Linked DNA regions of Rattus norvegicus: region 1 is linked to region 2. A link is a contact called in public Hi-C data. All regions are on one chromosome and are shown on one strand. Each heading gives the region's core, a stretch centred on a gene start, on an enhancer-like site or on the middle of the called end of the contact. The rest is flanking DNA. Distances are from core to core; before and after follow the strand shown. Region 1 overlaps Ccdc162 (coiled-coil domain containing 162). Region 2 holds the start of Cd164 (CD164 molecule).

Region 1 (2,700 bases), core at 76-2,575, 130 kb before region 2:
AAAAAGCTGGAGGATGCCCAGTGATGCAGAGCACAGTACAATATTGGGGGTGATGCTCCCTCAAGGCGCCAGAGTGGGGTCAGTGTTCAGGGCCACGGGCGGCTGTGCAGGCCTCTGCCAGGGGGTGCCGTGGGAGGTGGAAGCCACACTCCTGCAGCTGTGACACGGTCTGAAAATCAGGAGTGACGGTGGCTTCTTCTAACTGCTTTTGTAGCAGACTGGATGGTTAATGTTTTGTGCCCTCTGATTGGTTACTCATGGAGACGTAGGTCTCTGTTGTTTGGAAACAAGTGTCTGAGCTGAAAAGGTGCAAGGCTCGAGCTTTGGAAGACAGTTCTTTTTCACACATGACCTTGACCTGCCAGTGAGAGCCTCACGCCGACCAACTAAGTAAATGGGAGATTGGGACTTGTCCTGTGGTAATTGTCTGTATTAAATGAAAGAAGGCAAAGTCATTACTCCAGACACAAGTTTTTAAGTGTTTCTTTCTGTGTGTGTGTGTGTGTATGTATGTGTATATGTGTATGTATTTGTATGTATGTATGCATGTGTGTTTGTGTATATATGTATGTGTATATATGTGTGTTTGTGTATGTAGTGTTTGTGTGTATGTATGTGTGTTTTTGTTTGCATGTTTGTGTGTGTAGTGTGTGTGTGTATATGTATGTATGTGTTTGTGTGTGTGTGTTTGTTACGTATGTATATGTGTGTATATGTGTTTATATGTATGTGTGTTTGTATGTGTGTTTGTATGTGTGTTTATGTGTGTGTTTGTGTATGTGTGTATGTGTGTGTTTGTTTGTGTATGTATGTGTTTATGTGTTTGTGTACGTATGTATGTGTTTGTGTATGTAGGTGTGTGTGTTTATATGTATGTGTGTTTGTGTGTTTGTGTATATGTGTGTGTTTGTGTGTATGTATGTGTGTATGTGTTTGAGTGTATATATGTGTGTGTATTTGTGTGTGTGTGTGTGTCTACACATGTCCTAGTTTTCTCTTCCCCTGAGGCAGGGTATTCCATGGCAATAGGAGAGTCAAAGGGCAGAAAAAACCCAGAAGAGTAAGCACTCAGCAGGGACTGTAGGAGCCTGTAGCTCATTCTATGCTAAGCTGTCAAGCTGCCCACTAGTTCCTCCCAGGGTACACAGAACTATCTTAATTTAAAGCAATTGTTGAAAATATCCCCCCTCCAGCCTGCCCTGAGAATAAGTTCCCTGTAGAAACTGAGCTTTCTGGGCCAAAATTGTAGAATATGGTCTTCCAAGTCAGAAACTCTGGGCAAAGAGCCCATCTTAAATGGCTAAGCCAAATTTTCATCTGAGGTACAATTGATCCCTGTCCTGCACACTGACTCTGGTGCCAAGTCTCCTCAGCCATTTTCGATTGTTAAATATATTGGTATCACCACTTAAGAGGTTCTGGGACATATTAGGTCCTTTCAGTTCTTTAGAATAACTCATAAAATTAAAGCTGATGTCAGCTTAATGGCTTGAGGGACAAGAGTGGCCAGAAAGTTGGTGTGGCAGCTCCTGGATCATGCTGTCCTATCTCCTGATGCTCTCTCCACAGTAACCAGATACGTTCTACAACTTGAATTTGCATCTGTATACAGCCCTAAAATGAGTTTTGTGCATTATCCCCGTAATAAGGGAAAAGAGGTTGTGTGGTAAGTTGTGTCTACCATTGGTTTTCCGTTTGACACTTTGGTGTGAGGTAAAGTACTATCTTTAAAAGTTATCGTAGGGGCTGGGGATTTAGCTCAGTGGTAGAGCGCTCGCCTAGCAAGCACAAGGCCCTGGGTTCGGTCCCCAGCTCCGGAAAAAAAAGAAAAAAAAAAGAAGAAAAAAAAGAAAAAAAAAAGATAGACCCAGGGAAGCTGGATAGCATCAGTTTTGTCTGCTTCCCTATTTCCTCAGACATTTCCTGGCCACTCGCCCTGCTGTGTGGCACATTACTTTCTGAGAGTTGGCCCTTGACACACAGAGGTGACATTTGACAGGTTAGGATGACTTCTCAGGCAAATACCAGCCCGGAGTTTAAATGGTAACAGGCCAGTTAACAAACGGATAACAAACAGAACCGGTGAGGCAGAAAGATCATGCCCCGCCCTTGCTAGGAAGGAATTTGTCATGAAATTGCTCAGTGATCCATCTGTTACCGCCTCTCGGATGAGTCTGAACACCGAGAGATGACATTAGCTTAACTTATATTTTCCTTCTCAACAGAGAAAATACTCCAACATTTGGGACATGCTTACCTTAAAAGAGTATTTGCTATTTATCTGAAATTCAAAGTTGGTTGGATGCCCTGTATTCCTCCTTATTTGGGGGGAGGCTCAGGAGGCAGCCACAGCTTACATCAGACAAGTCCAAGGACAACTTAGCAGAGTGTATTCTTGCTTTCTATCGCGTGAGTTCCCGGGATTGAACTTGGGTCCTCCGACTTGGTGGCAGGTGCTTTACTTCCTGAACCATCTTGCCTGCTGGGCCATTCTATGTTCTTATTGGCTGACTCTGGTAACCTTATTCAATAATGAGAATTCAATTTAGCATGATCCTTTGCAACGTGGCCTCACCAGATTGGGATGGATACAAAGGACTCTTCTCCCCAGCCAACTTCTGTAGGAGAATCTCTTATAAGCATCACCTGTCAGTAAAAAAGCTGATGGCCAATGAGCTGAGGCAGAAAAAAAAGGAGGCG
Region 2 (2,700 bases), core at 201-2,700:
TTTCCACCCTGCAGCTTATCCCATAATTGCTAGAAAATTGCTAGTTATCTCCTCTGTGCGGGATTTCAGCTATACAGAGGCAATTAACTTAGTATTTCCAGGCTTCTCTTAAAACACTATGAAGAACCCACACATTACAAGTCTGGGAGGAAATTGTCAAGTAGGTAGAGTAGGTAGGAGTCAAAAAATATTCTGCTTTTATCACCTTAACTATGATAGAAATTCCCAGAATTTGCTTTGTTCATTTAAAAATATTTGAACGGGGGCTGGGGATTTAGCTCAGTGGTAGAGCGCTTACCTAGGAAGCGCAAGGCCCTGGGTTCGGTCCCCAGCTCCGAAAAAAAGAACCAAAAAAAAAAAAAAATTTGAACGTTGCCCTAGCATCCTTCCGAGTCTAACAAAAATCTGGTATTGCACACAGTTTTATTCGTACAAAACGTTGAAACTAGAAAAGGCACTGGAACAAGTCAATCTTTAGGTTGAAAAGCGCAGTTACTAGATTAAGTGCAACAGCCAATTTAAAACACGTCGTGTTTTCGCCTCATTACTTCAAATCTATCTTCTGTCTCATTTGCGTTGTCACGGCCTACGCCGATTTGTACAAGCCTTAACGAACCCTAGAGTTGAACAAAAGGCGTGTTCCTTGATTGGATTTCAGAAAAATGGATAGACTTGATTTCAATTTAACTCCACAGCCCTCAAAACACAGGGCTTGTTCCCGGGAGATCAGATCTTGCTCTTTCTTCTATATGCCCCTAGGTTTCACTTCTCATCATTCGCCACAAGCCTCGTTCATCCCTGACCACCCAAATCTCAGATACAGCCAACACCGCTGGGCTAAGTCACCGTGAAGTTACAGGAGACTGAATTTCTTAGAGCCTCGCTGGTGGGAGGGGGAAAGGGACAACCAATGCATCTTTAAGTTCCCCCCTCACCCCCAACGCCTTCACTTAAACTTCCGGAGAAGCCTCGAGGGGAGCACAAGAACCTGTCCCACGAGCCCAAAGTTTGCGCTCCCCGCCGACTGCCGGGCGCCCAATTACTCCCAACTGCCACCTCGGAAGCAAGCCACGTCGCCGTCTCGAGCTGCGGCGCGGAGTTACCAGGCGCTTGGGGGTTGGCGCCCCGGAGGGTAAAGCTCGGGGAGCGGGAGCAGCCCCGCGGCCTAGCTCGCCCGGAGCCTTCGCTCCCCACCCGTAGGGCCGTCGCGCTCGGGCCAGGCGGCCATGTTGCGCGAGTCCCCACCGGCTCGGCCCGTGTGGCGGGCGCCCACCTGGCGGCTTGGTGGTGGTGAGCGTCGTCGGGACCACTTTGCTGGTCGTGGTCGGCGGGTCAGTCACGTTGGGAGATGCGCTGCTGTTGCTCTGCGCGGCCGACAGGCAGAGCGCGGCGAGGCAGGTGGCGGCCCAGAACAGTCCGCGGGAGGCGCCCGACATCGTGTCCTCAGCCCAGGCGTCCAGGAGAAAAGCTGCGGCAAGCCAGGTTCCGTCCAGCCCTGCGTCCCTGCGGCGCCGCCCCCGAGAAGCCCGCCCCGCCGGAGCGCGCGGCGGTCACGTGATCGGCCCGGCGGGGGGCGGGGCGGGTGAGACCACCAGGAAGCCGGCAGGAGGGGAAGAGGCGGCCGAGGAGGCCGCCGCCATGTTGCTCCTCTGAGGCAGCAGTCCTTTGAGTCGCAAAGCGGTCCTTCTTGTCCTGAGAGGGCCACGCGCGACACAATGGAGCTCTCCTCACATCGGGACCACAGAAGGCCCTCCCCCGCGCCGGCAAGGATGGAACTGCCCACGTGACGCAGCGGGGGGCGTCTCCCTGCACCGCCTGGGAGGCGGGCCGCGATGGGTCACGTGACCCCTTCGGTAGCGCGCTGCGGAGTTCGGTTTAGCCGGGTAGAGTCTGAGACCGCTGGGTTTGTGTTGTGCTGGCAGCGCTCGCTCCCTTAGGGCTCTGTTGGCGCGGCCTTTTCCCCTTGAAGTTTGATGTATTTTTAAGTGTGATTTTTTTTTAAAGAGTTCGGGGACTCAGGGTAATGACGGGGCCTCGTGATCAAGGAGTTTCTTCCCGGCCGCGGGTTCAGTGCGGGTGGTTGTGGGTGGGACCGAAAGTGATCTTCTGTCCCGGACGCTTCCATGTCGTAACCGCCATCGGTGCCCTTGCCTAACCTGCTTCTTCCGAGTGACTCAGAGATCCGCAGTAGCGGCCGACCTCTCCCAACACCAATCACTGTGGTCAGAAAGAAACGGTCAAGGATGAAAAAGCCTTCGTGTCCCTTCCCACACAAGTGAGAAAGTACGAGACTTGGGGAAAGTGACCTGACCCTGATACTAGGATTGCCTGGTGGCAGAACCAGCATTTTCAGTGTCTGTCTGACTCTGGCTTTCCGTAGTCGTGAGCGCCATCTGATGCTGGTCTCACAAAATACTCAACGCTTGACGTACTTTTATTAAGGTTTTGGTTTTTTTTTTGTTTTTGTTTTTGTTTTTTGTTTTTTTTTTTTAAATAAAACTTGAAAATGATCTGTAGAGCTGGGGATGCTGCTCATTTGATAGAACGATTGCCCCTCATGCATGAGTCGGGGTATGTAATGCTGTCTTGACTGCTTAGCATTTGCCAAGCATTTGCCGTGGTGTTTTATGTTGTAATTTAAGTGTCATAACAAGAATCTCAGCTGTAGTACACATTTTTAAAAACGACTGTAGACGCGTT

What was found. A called contact is a pair of places that touch in the nucleus more often than the background predicts.
Region 1: a Hi-C map of liver shows a contact between it and region 2, with 2.5 times the contacts expected there. The contact joins the enhancer-like site here to the promoter of Cd164 in region 2. A contact is called at or near these places in 3 of 12 Hi-C or Micro-C datasets (the A7r5 cell line, liver and mammary epithelial cells) and 1 of 1 datasets of contacts at active chromatin or transcription factors (oligodendrocytes).

The regions. Positions count from the first base shown.
Region 1 is chr20:46,739,731-46,742,430 of GRCr8, reverse strand. All of the region lies in intron 16 of Ccdc162 (coiled-coil domain containing 162), which reads left to right. Among named protein-coding and RNA genes, the nearest start is that of Ccdc162, 79 kb to the left of the region's middle. Within about 2 kb of position 1,325, at least 1 of the 93 cell types and tissues checked has an H3K27ac peak or open chromatin away from gene starts, as enhancers often do. A contact at or near this core is called in liver, where this site is marked.
Region 2 is chr20:46,605,189-46,607,888 of GRCr8, reverse strand. It overlaps Cd164 (CD164 molecule), which reads right to left and starts at 1,450. Exons shown (of 6, transcript NM_031812.1): 1 at 1,274-1,450. The coding sequence starts at 1,436.